Linked DNA regions of Zea mays: region 1 is linked to region 2. Evidence: chromatin contacts called from public Hi-C data. All regions are on one chromosome and are shown on one strand. The core of a region is the stretch at or near the end of the contact, and the rest is flanking DNA. Distances in the headings are between cores, read along the strand shown.

Evidence for each region. Hi-C and Micro-C count contacts between places; a contact is called where the count stands out from the background.
Region 1: a contact with region 2 is called in a Hi-C map of leaf, with 5 times the contacts expected there. The contact joins two enhancer-like sites. A contact is called at or near these places in 3 of 25 Hi-C or Micro-C datasets (leaf and tassel).

Annotation. Positions count from the first base shown.
Region 1 is chr10:105,070,967-105,077,415 of Zm-B73-REFERENCE-NAM-5.0, reverse strand. LOC103641528 reads left to right here. Exons shown (of 1, transcript XM_008664864.4): 1 at 1-855. The coding sequence ends at 573. Among protein-coding and RNA genes, the nearest start is that of LOC103641528, 5.5 kb to the left of the region's middle. Within about 2 kb of position 3,130, at least 13 of the 20 cell types and tissues checked have an H3K27ac peak or open chromatin away from gene starts, as enhancers often do. A contact at or near this core is called in leaf and tassel, where this site is marked.
Region 2 is chr10:104,892,688-104,899,129 of Zm-B73-REFERENCE-NAM-5.0, reverse strand. No RefSeq gene overlaps it. Among protein-coding and RNA genes, the nearest start is that of LOC118473520, 50 kb to the left of the region's middle. Within about 2 kb of position 2,544, at least 15 of the 20 cell types and tissues checked have an H3K27ac peak or open chromatin away from gene starts, as enhancers often do. A contact at or near this core is called in leaf and tassel, where this site is marked.

The sequences.
Region 1 (6,449 bases), core at 1,881-4,380, 180 kb before region 2:
TTCATCCTGGACCCGCTGTATCTTATCAAGGACGTGAGTGGGCGGTACCTCCCGCCATTCAAATACCTCACCCCGGAGCAGGAGAAGGACGTGGACAGGCTGATCACGAGGCTGGTGTCGCCGGAGGAGGCGCACCTGGCGATGATGGAGCTGATGAAGTGGCGGTCGGAGGGCCTGGACCCGCTGTACGCGCAAGCGGTGCAGGTCCGGCAGCCCGACCCGGCGACGGGGAAGATGAAGATCGCCAACAAGCAGAGCAGCCGGCTCGTGTGGGAGACGTGCCTGAGCGAGCTGAAGTCGCTGGGCAAGGTGGCCGTGCGGCTGATTTTCCTCCACGCGACCGCGAGGGGGTTCAGGTGCACGCCGACGATGGCGCGGTGGCTGACCGCGCCCGGGGCCTCGTTGCGAGGCGTCGCCCGCGCGCAACGGCTGGTGTTCGTGGTGGCCAACTCGAAGCTCGAGCGGAGGGAGCCGTGGAGCGACGACGACCGGGACGCGGAGCTGCTCATGGAGGGAGACGATGACATGCTGACTGATCCGACCACCGCCATCGTGGTTCCCTCATCGGTGTAACAGGAAAAAAAAAGATGTGTTAATTGTTCTTTCCTTGTGGATTAATCTCCCTGCTGCTTGCAGTTAGCACCTGTAGAATCTGATGATCCTAGGTCTAGATTCTTTTTCATTTGATCTTTGTTTCGTCTCGTGGCCGTGCTTGTTGCTTGCTCCCTCCTCTTGTTTTGGTGGGGCGGGAGTAGCCAGGTAGGAGGAGCATGAGACGATGGAGATAGAGATTGCTGTTTCGTTATCAAAGTGTGGTTAATCAATGAATAATAAGTGGTGATGGTGACCCTCTCTCGTCCTGTTTCGCCATATACTATGTATATATGTATGTGGTTCTTGGCTTCTTGCTGATTAGTCAAGTGATGAATAGCCAGGAAATCGGGGCGAGTTTCTTGCGTGTAACGCAAATCGAAACAGGTTAGGTGTGGTATTCTCTTGTCCTAACCCAATTCGGGGAATTGATGCACGTTGCCTAGTACTTAACACTTAGTTTAAAATTTATTTAGATTATAATCTATCTAGATTATATAATACAACAAATTTTAAACTAACACTTAGTTCAAAATTTATTGGATAATCTGACCAGATTATATTGCCTCGGTGCATACTGTTTCACTTGATACCTGGTTTTTAGTCGGACAAGAACAGATATAAAAAAAAGCATATGTCAATCTCTGGTTAATTTTGTCAAACTATGACGGCAGTCATAATAATTACTGTTATCGTCGACAAGTTACCACATGTTATTATTATTATTATTATTATTATTATTATTATTATTTTTACCATTTTAGTTACTTTTAAATCTCTAGCTCCTACGTACGTAGCTAAATTTTAGTCGCTTTTATTTTAGCTTTTTGGATCAAACAGCCAGTAAATTTGTAGGTGCATTGTATCTAAAATATAAAACACTTTTAAATGTACAGCGCAGCATTTTATATACTTAGACATATATTATAAAAAGAACGTACCATGTAAAATACCCCTCCGTCCCAAAATATAAATCATTTTAAGATTTTTAGATAACTAAAGTTTTTTTAAAAAAAATAACCAAATTTATACAATGAAGTAATAACATTTACGATATCAAATATATACCATTAGATTTTTTATTAAATATATTTTTTATACTGTATCATAAATCTTTATCATTCTCGCTATAATTTTAGTTAAACTTTAAACACTTTGACTCTCTGATAATCTTTAGATGGAATGACTTATATTTTAGATTAGATGGAATGACTTATATTTTAGAGCGGAGGGAGTAGAACTTTTTATAATTTTCAAAGCGAAGAAGTAACAAACCAAATTGCATCGATCGACGAGAGGAGATGGTGATAGCATTCTTTCTCAGGCATTGTTTAGCCGTGTTTTCACTGGATCGTCGGCTACCTTAAAGCTTAAAGTAATGGAGGGAAGAGGGGGGATACTCATACTCTGTTTTGGTCGCTACAACTACTACAATTGTGCCGGCGGTGTTGGTGGGGGTGGTAATTACTAGCGCATCCAAATCCATCATTGGGGGCGGGCGGGCATAGCATTCCTGTCTGTCTGTCAATCTGGACAACGCTCACGTCGCAATAGTGCCGGGCGAGGTACACTTGTCTACGGAAAAATTCCTTGGCTCTACGCATAGAGCACAGTGGCGGGCGCGCTGCAGACGGAGCCGGAGACGCAGACGCGGAGCCTACCTATCCCTGCCGCCCTGCGCTACATCACATACGTAGGAGTGCATGCATGCATGCATGCGCCTACTCGATCGCCCATGACGCGGACGGAGGCGCGCGCGCGCGCGATTCACCCCAGGCCAGGCTTCCCTGCCGCTGGCAGGCACTGGATGATGGCCGTGCTGCTGCGTGCCTGGCGCTCTGCTGCTGAAGTGAGTGAACCCTACCTTCTCTACAACAACACATTTACTGCGTTGCCTTCAAGAACAGGACATCCGTGGCGTGGATCTCTCCGTGCGAAAAAAAAAACTCGTAGCCTTGCGGTTGCGGAGGCGAGGGAGGGGGGCTGCTAGCTAGCTCTGCACTGTTTGCGGCGGGCGCGCGAGTGTAAGGGCTACAGTAACATTGATCATCCCCGGACCGGGACATTTCAGCCCTCTTCGAGCTCTGGTTGGTCTGGTGGTAGCAGCCCGGCCCCAGCCGAGCCGCCCCGCCGCGCCCCGCCCTTCTCGGAAAACCGCCTGAAATGGAAGCCATGGCTACGCAGCCGCGCGCGGCCATGTACGGGCTCCCTCTCTGCCTCTCTCTCTAGTCTCTCTGTCTGTCTCTGCGCGTTTTCCTTCAGAGCTTTCACAAGCTGATGATGGCGAGCCTCTTCTGCGCACCCTCTTGTTGCTGCCCCTCTTGAACGAATGGACGAGCGAGTTGGTGTCATATTCTCTAGCTAGCTAGGCTGGTACAAACGCATGGGCGGCGGGGGGGCATCCGAGGCAGATGGATCGTGTCGTGTCTACTGCTCTTCCGTTGCATTAGCTAGCCATACGGCATAGCAATAGCATAGCCTACATGGCTCTCTTTTACTCCAACAATCAAGCAGAGCTTCTTTTTCTTTTCTCTTTCCAATGAAAGGTACTGTTTGCGGCCTTGTGTCCCCTAGCTGCAGCTGCATGCACCCTACGGTACGGTGTGTGGTTGCCTCCTCTCAGCTGTCCCTGTCGTGCAGTTAATCCAGCAAAGCGAGAGAGGGAGTTTTCCTTTCCTTTGGAATTTCAAAAAAAAATTGTTGAGTCAGTGATCCAAATTATAAAAAAAACAGTCAAGTTAGTGAGCAAAGCGCAGACCCGTCGTCGGGAGGTTTAGATTGGATCGTTCCCTACTCAGCTTATGGTTTCATCTCTATAAATATATTTGTAAGCCGCAGCAAAAAGTTATCTCATTGTAAGAAGCAGGAGATAGTTATCGGTTCGTTTGAATTTTTTTCACGAGCTGGGCTACCATCCTAGCTCGGTTCATTAATGAGTCAGCTCGGTTTGTTAATGAGCTAGCTCACGAGCTAAACGATCTATCACATTTCAGCAAAACAAAACTATATGCATATCATTTACGTTACAATTGATGAACATGTTATATGTATGTGTGGTGTCTATGGCCTATGATTTAAACTAATGATCGATAACTGCGTTTATGTGTTAAATTGCTCTATGTGAATATAAATGCGGGTTAAACTGCTGAACATGTGTGTGAATAGTGAATTGATGAGTGGTGAGTTATGTTGATTTGATGTTACATTGATGTGGTCTGTGAAACTTTAAATATAATTACTATTTTATATTGTTAAATTAGTTTAAAATTAAATAAAAATTGATTAATATATATATACTCCCTCCAGTGCAGTAAAGTTAGTCGTTTAGGTCATGATTGTACATACCAAGGAGTGATTAATTATCATAGGGTTTTCCCTGTTTGCCCCTATTAAATAGGGATATGGGTGCATTAATGTCACTAAAACAATTAGGCTTGATTGGTTGCTGCAACAGATCCAAGGTATTCTAGACTGGAGGTCTCAAGTTCAATTCCTCTTAAATGCATCTTTTTTTTTGCAATTTCTAGGGGCAACAACGTCCAAATCCCAGACCCATGCGCGCTATAACTTCTTTTTGTGCACGCTCGGTCACGCGCAGGATGACTTCTTTTACTGCACCGGAGGAAGTATATATTATTTTTTCTTCTCCGTCTGGCGAGCTAAACGAGCCTAGCTCGTTACTTTAACGAGTCAAACCGAGCGAGAGATCGAACGAGCAGAGCCGAGCCAATTACCAATTACTCGATATCCATGCCTACACACACCACACGCACCGCATCCCATTAGGGAGAAAAGCCTGCTTCGTACCGGGTCCGTTGGTAGCTGATACACACATGGGTTTGTGTGTAGTTACACACCACACGCACCGCATCCCATTAGGGAGAAAAGCCTGCTTCGTACCGGGTCCGTTGGTAGCTGATACACACATGGGTTTGTGTGTAGTTGGGTGGGCTGTGGAGCCCTGCACCTGCACTCCCCGGCTCCCGCTGGTTCCTGCAGTACAGCCGCTGCATGCTTAGCCTCTGAACACACTGAACCAACTACTGATCCCCCAACCCACCTCTCCTCGATCCCCTTCCCTTTCGATGCTGCAGCTGCAGCTGCAGGCAGGCGTCCAGCGATTGCTGCAGCTAGCTAGTGCGCGCACAGCGCAGTCAGTGGTGACTTTAATTACTCCAGGCGAGCCAAATACAATTGCCGCCTACATGGCCACGGGCAGCCACCTTGCATTGTCTAGTAATTTGACCGTACTATCACTCTGTCAGCCGTAGAAACAGTAACATTCCTTTGCTTCGTTCCCAACTTCCGAACAGTGCAGCGGTTTATAATCCCATATTGCAAATTATAAAAAATGCTTCCAAGTGTTCATTCCGGTAAAATACGAATCAACGTGTCACGCAAAGAAAATCACGTAAATAGCATGTAAGGTATAGAGTTTATATTTATTCTGATATATGATACCCTACCTTCATTAATTGTAAAGCCTGTTTCGAACCTCTAGGGACAAGCTATATAGTTTTGCCCCAAGGGTAACTGTAAAACCGAGCAATTCAACTAGTGTATGTACAATTAAACAAAACTCAAATTTACATGAAAACCTAGATATAGAACAAACTATATGTGAATGGAAATTGAAATAATTTAATGCTAATTAGCGAACATGGGTAGGTGAATTTGTGGGTCCAGAATATTCGCCAACCCACTTGGTGATGACATAATCCAGTGTGATGCATCCTATAATATACATGTCAATTTTGCTAAATCTCCAAATTCCTAATAGACATTGGGCTTCTCGTTTCCCCTGTAGAATCTGAACCTTCTTGGCACTCCTCATGTTTGAACAATCTCGTTTGACACCCAAACCTGTTTTGTCCCTCTTTTGTTGCCTTGCCTATTCACCTTGATGGCCACCACTTTGTCGATTTTTCTTTTTCTTCAAAAGATAAGGTGTGGTAGACTTCTTGTTCACCTTGTTAGTGTAGATGTTGGATCCCTTGCTAGATTGCCTTTTATTTTTCTGTTTCTCCTTTTCTCTTCCATTCTTCACCTTACACTCATAGGACTTGTGGACTTTCTTCTGGCACACTTAGCAAACCATAGTCCCCCCTATAAAGTTTCTTATATCCCTTATGGTGTTAGATTGATTAGGTGTGGTAGTGTTTATTTCTAACCATAGTGCGCCAACAGGCGGGCCCCACCTATCAGAGGATGCGGGCTCGAGCTGGGCTAAAAGTTAATGAGCCTTTGTTTTGTCGTTTTCCATTTTCCATATTTGAATTTATGTTTAATTTTCATATTTAAACTGGATAAACTCCAAATCACTTTATCATTTTGTAAAAAATAGAATTATCCGGAGGAACATTGTGGTGAAGTTTGGGTCATTCCTTGGCAGTATTTTTATACAAAAAATATTTTTCCCTTGTATCACTTTAGGGTATATTAGTAATAAGAATTAAGTTAAGAAGGAAAAATTAAATTCCTCTCAAGATTTGTAGCATGGTGTTTATGAATTCAAAGCAAATTTGTATCATGTAAAAGTAGAGTGTTAGGTTATCTCCAGTAGATTACCCATCCCCATATTCTTTCAACTTCACTCTATAAACAATATAGACTGCAATACAAAACATTACAAAAACAGTGTTTTGCACGACCATATGCACAATGATCTGCTGGTCGTAGCCTTACAGTCTCAATGTGGAATGTCAGAGCATTCTTGTTGATAAATATTGTTGGGGGGGCCTACAATGCCAAATGTCCTTTGATTAGTTGTATTACATGGTTGCCTTAAAGACACAACGAAAAGCTATGCCGAAGGCCCTTGTTGACGAAGGAACGGTCAATTGCCTAATATATAACTT
Region 2 (6,442 bases), core at 1,295-3,794:
CTCCTCCCCGTATTCGTCTGACACCAGCCCCGACACTGACCCGCGTAGTGGCTATTGCACGTCCATGAGGGTGTTTCACAGCATGCATGCACCATCGTTTTCGCCATCGTCGGATGTCCCGTTCGTCTTCTCGGCCTTCGCCCTATTCTTCCTCCCCAACCTGCTGCCCCTGCCCACGGTTACAGCCGCGAGTCGACCGATGCTCGTCAACGCGGATACGAGCGAGACGGTCTTGCTCCTGGCTTTTCTTCATGTGTGTCGCCGAGGAGGACACGATGGTTCCTGCCACGCTTATGTTATCTTGGTGATGACAAGTCTAGATCTGAGATATTGGACAATCAAAGCCTGTAGCGCGGCAGCAGTCAGAATATGCTACAGAGTTGGTGGTGGTGTTGTGTCACCTCGGCGGGTCCAGGGTTAGAAGGCATTCACATTCTCTCGCCCTTTTCGAACTGACGCCTGGTGTGGGTTCCTCTCGGTTTGGAGCTGCTCTAGCTGGGCTTCTTTCTCCGCTTGCGTGCTCTCTCCATGTACGTATCTAGTGGTATACTACCTATGTCGCCTCCAGATGTCCATGTCTTTGTCGTGTCCTTCTCCGGCAACGAACAGGTATGACTGCATCTTCCCTTCCTGGTCTACGAAACCTTGGAAGTGGGAGAGGCGAGGGATGGGGGTCCCTAATTTGCTGCCTATGGTACCCATTTGATGGCTCGGTATCACCTATCTACATGACCTTTCCTTTACCACGATGTTGACGTGCTTAGTCAAATCAAAAAAAATTATGCGAAGAGCAGAGACAATCAATAAAAAATCTTGAGATCTTTTTGGTGGATAGTTTACGTAGGTATTGTTGTGAGCCATCGCAACGCACGGGCAAACGACTAGTATACTTAAAGCACCAGTTTCAACGGTCATCCCATGTTATCTTTTTACAAAAAAGTCCCTACATTTCTTCCAAATCAACTCAACGTAAGATGTTAAAAAGCTGTGTAGAAGGTGGGGTTTGAACCCACACCCTGATGGAAGAAGGGTGGAAGACATTGGACGAAGCTGTCTAACCAGTAGAACATCATGTTCAGGTGTTTATAATATTGAATATAAATTATACATATATTATATATGATTTTTTGTAAAATAAAAAAATAATCGTGTCGGGCCGAGCCAGCACTACGGGCCGAGGCTACGGCCCAAGCACCGCACGACGCTCGTGTCTGGTTGGCCCAGTCACTATTAAATGGGTCGTGGCTCGGGTCGTCACGCCAGACACGGCCCATTTGTCCATCTATACCTCCACACGATAATAATGGTCCTCGCCTCACTTGCCACCACCTCGTTCGCCATTCTACTTCTTTTCTCTCCCCTCATGCCTCCACCTCTGCGCCACCCCATTCTTGGTAGAGGGCGTAGGAGCATGCACCTCCTTCCTGTATTCGTCCGACACCAACTCGCGCAGTGGCTATTGCACGTCCACGAGGACATTTCACATCATGCACGCACCATCGTTTTCGCCGTTGTCGGACGTCCCGTTTGTCTTCTCGGCCATCGCCCTGTTCTTCTTCCTCAACTTGCTGCCCCCGCCCACGGTCGCAGCCGCGAGCCGACCGACGCTCGTCGACGCGGGTACGGGGCGAGTCGGTCATGCTCCTGGCCTTTCTCCGTGCATGCCGTCGAGTAGGACATGGTGGCGCCTGCCACGCTTAGATTATCTTGGTGATGAGGAGTCCAGGTCTGAGATATTGAACAACCAAGGCCCATAGCGTGGCAGCAGTCGACATATGCTAGGGAGTTGGTGATGGTGTTGTGTCGCTTCGGCGGGTCCAAGACTAGGAAGACACTCGCATTCTCTCGCTCTTCTCAGATTGACGCCTGGTGCGGGTGCCTCTTGGTTTGAAGCTGCTCGGCTGGGCTTCTTTCTCCGCTTGTGTGCTCTCTCCCTATATATCTAGCGGTATACTAACTATATCGCCTCCAGATGCCCAGGTCTTCGTCGTGTCCTTCTCCAGCAATGAACATGTATGTCCGTCTCTCCCCTTCCCCTCCTGCTCTACGAAACCTTGTAAGTGGAGGAGACGAGGGATGGAGGCTCTGATTTGCTGCCTATGGTATCCGTGCGTTCATAAAAAATAATAAAATATTATGCTAAGAGCGGAGACAATCAATAAAAAAATTTAAAGATCTTTTTGGTGGATAATTTACGTGGGTATTGTTGTGAGCCGTTGCAACGCACGAGTAATCGACTAGTTATTTTTAACATCATTCTTTTTTTGTCACCAAATTGGTAAGATTAGCAAAAAAAAGGAAATCAGTTAAAGTCACACTTGGACGTCTCTAGGACACCTTTATTTTTAATGCGATTGTCACCTTTTTAAATCGATTGTCAGATAAATTTTCAGCCCAAAGCAGGTTGAATCGAAGCTGTGCAGCTGCTCCCATGGCCTCGCGTTGCGCATTTCAGAAGTTCAGAATCACTTGTAGATAACCATTGCCATTGGGCCACTATGGGTCGCTTCCCTTGTGTGATGTTCTGCTTCGTTGAGTTTCAAACTTCACTTTGGGCCTGTCCATAAAAGAACTCCAGGTGCCTCCTTCTGTCTAATGGGCTGCAAAAGCCTATACCCTCGTTGGGAAACTAATTTCAGCCCATGAGAACACCACACACCTACACATCTTTTTATCAGATTTATGCCGGAGAGAAAAAAAGAGATATGGCTGAATGATCGATATAGCAAATTTCATCAAAATAGTTTATTCACATTTATAAACTAGCGGACAAGTACATGCGGCATGCATGTGTCTGAAGTCTTTCTTTAGTAGAAGTGCTGACTTCATGACTAATGCATTTTACAAAGACAAAAAGCATACTTTTAATTTAATGAGAATATAAAATTTAAACCCTCGGGTTCATGAAAAAAGTATCATGTAATTATATTATAATAGCAATTTGAACGTAAATAGTTTTAATATATGACAATAGAAATTTTTCTAATTTTCGTCGGCCAAGGGCCCTATAAAAATTAAGGCTTGCTTATAAAATTAGCTAGTTTTCGTCGTCAATCAACTCTTGCAAATAAAACAACAAAAATTAGCTAATTTTTGTGGGTTGCTCATGAAATTTTCATCGATCAAATGAGGCTCGTGAAAAATTAACTAGGTTTCGTTAGTCTAGTATGACCCCAGAAATTAGGGCTCAAAATGGGCGATGGAAATTAGCCTAGCTAAAATTAACTAGATTTCGTTAGCCTGACATCGAAATTAGGGTTTGGAGTGACCGATGAAAATTAGCCTAGCTAGTTTCTGACGATTATCAAATGCTGATGAAATTAGATAGTCTACTTTTTGTGGGCCAACCAAAGTCAACATGAATTAGTGTTACCAACACATAAAAGTTTTGCAATTTAACCATTTATATCCATCTATTATATATATATATATATATATATATATATATATATATATATATATATATATATATATATATATATATATATATATATATATATATATATATATATATATATATATATATATATATATATATATATATATATATATATATAGACACACACATCCATTCACAATATATATGTATATATTCATCCACATCACATACATTCAAACACATTGGCGTATACCCAAGAACGTGGTACCCAAAGTAAGCTCATAACTCATGAGGGCTCGTCTTGGACAACCAGGTCCCACCGAGCAACTCTGTGTGACGGATGGGCCAACCAGATCCCAATCGACTAACTCTGCGAGGCAGACGAGCCGACCAGGTCTCGACCGAGCAACTCTATGAGGCGGACAGACCGACCAGGTCCCAACCGAGCAACTTTGCGAGACAGACGGGCCCACCAGGTCGCACTGAGCAACTCTGTAAGGCGGACGGGCCGAGTAGGTCTCGCCAAGCAACTCTGCGAGGCGGATGGGACGACCAGCTCCCGCCGAGCAACTCTGCGAGGCGGATCGGACAACTAGGTCCCAACTCTGTGAGGTGGAGAAGCAAGAAGCCCACGATGAAAGTTGAAATACAAGTGGGCCTTGGTGCCATGCCACCATAACACACACACACGGCAGGAGCACACTCGTAGCCGGTTGACGTGGAGGCAAACCATGTACTATTACCCGACGCCAGCCACAGTGAGGCACATCGCCACACACACACACACACACACACACACACACACACACACACACACGCACGCACGCACGCACGCACGCACGCACGCACGCACGCACGCACGCACACCGTCTCGGATGACGCCACAACACGATGGAGGGATGATGGAGAGTCTCTGACAACGGGACGGGGCATCACCACGTATGACCCTCAGTATCCTTCGACTCCGGGGCATGGGTTCCACCATGTGTTTCTCTAGGGCATCACAACACCGGAGTCACTACAGTGACCCGCATATGGGGTAGATGGTGCGATCTGCCATACTAGGCGTACGAGCACGCACGAACCAGAAGACGACGTCAGGAGAGCTACATCAGCAAGACTATCGTAGATAATAGGTCACACCCTCCTTCGGATGACAAGTCCCTATGTAAGAACCCCAACCTAGAACTATAAAAGAGGAGGGTCAAACAACCAAGGGAATTTAGCCTAAGCTCTCCACTTCCTCATTCTCACACTTTCACCCATTGTAATATGCTCCAAAGAATACTACGATCAACACTACACTATACAAAGGCACAAGCCAGAACCAGTATAAACTCTCTATTGGAATCCCTCGATTCATCATTCGGAGTGAGTCCGCGCTAGCCTTCACCGCCAAACACATATTCTATAGTGTCCCTGGTTTCTAAAACCACAAAAGTTGGTGCGCGTCAGGTAGGTGACCAATTAGCGTGCCAAGCAACTTTGTTCACTTCGATAGCTCAGTCATCCACCTTCACCGTTGGCGAGACCTTTGCTCCTAGGACCCACATCAGCTTTGGCTCCCATGACTTTCTCGCCACAGCCACCAGCAAGCTCCGCCTCACTGACTCCGACGTGCCCACTACAGTAAGCACAGGAGGACCCGTGCGCTCAGCTACCGCTAGGAGCAAGGTAGAGAAGCGATGCCTCAAGAGGCGTGTCGCTGCTCTTAAGTTGCGCCTTAATCGGCTTGCCACCGCAATCAAGCAAAAAGGCATAGGGAGCCTCATAGTCAATACTCGTGGCCATCATTGGCCACCAGTCAACCTCCATCCTCGACCTTCTTGAGGATGACTCGAGCAATGGCTCAATAGAAGAGCCCGACACCGATGCCACTGAGGCAGTTTTGAGAACTTGCTTCATGTAACACCGCCACGGGGCAAGAATGGAGGGCGCAACAACGAAGCCCCCAACCAAGATGAGCAATACCAGCGCTAGCGCTAGGCATGAATCCTGGCTCGCGAGGAAAGTCTATAGCAACGGCAAGAAGAGCTTGATGCCCTCATGCGTAGGCTCAATAGAGTCTACGACAACATCGAGTGACACCACTTCGAGGCCAAAAGGCCGCAGGCATGAAAGGTCTATGACCTGCTCGCCCAAGGAAGTGACGAGGCTCAATACTTCCTCAACCCTAGACAAAACACGCCCGCATCGGTCATGATGTTACGGTCCATCCCTGAGCCAGACGAGCCAGAGGCAAGGACAACATACCAAAACCTCCACAACCTAGTAGAGAAGGCCACAGTGCAGCCAGCCGAGATCAACTGGAAGGCGCCCATCGACACGGATAACCTTTGCACCGTTCCACATTGACATGGCACAAGGAGGCACTGCCCTCCCAATCCTCGAGGTCACGAGTTCCCTTGAAGAACTGCCTCGGGGACATCTACGGCACCCGCCACATCCTCAACAACTAGTGGAGGGAGAAGGAAGCAGTGGAGCAATCGTGCGTGCCCAGGAGAAAACGCGAGTGAAGCCCTAGTCCACCAGGGCTGAGATCGCGCTGTCACACCCGGGTTCTAGGGGTCCAAAACTCGGGCGCGAACTTCACCATGTGTGCTAGGATCAAGTCTCACACATATGATGACTCATGGTACAGAAACGAATGTCACATCATTTATTCATAACGGAGTTCTGTACAAAATAGTTAAATAATTACATCATACGAAGACAACGATTCAGCAACCATAGTTGACTGGGAGGTGATGGCTTAGACTGTCAGTGTTTAGAGTCCGACCGCACACCTAGGGTTACCCCTTGCGGTGCTTTTGGGTAGGGCGGTGCTGTTTACTGTAGCTCAATGGTTCGTGCTGGACGCATGAGAGAGGGACAGGCAATTTTCTGCAGGTTCGGGCCACTTGGAGAGGCGTAATACCCTACTTCCTAGGGTGGATCTTTATGTGGTGGGTTACAGGTGAAGTCTCTTGAATGGAGAAAAGCTAATGAGATAGGTAGGTGGTCGATGGAAATGATGGGGGTACCCCCTGGGCCTTATATACTCGACCGTGGGGTACTCCTTGC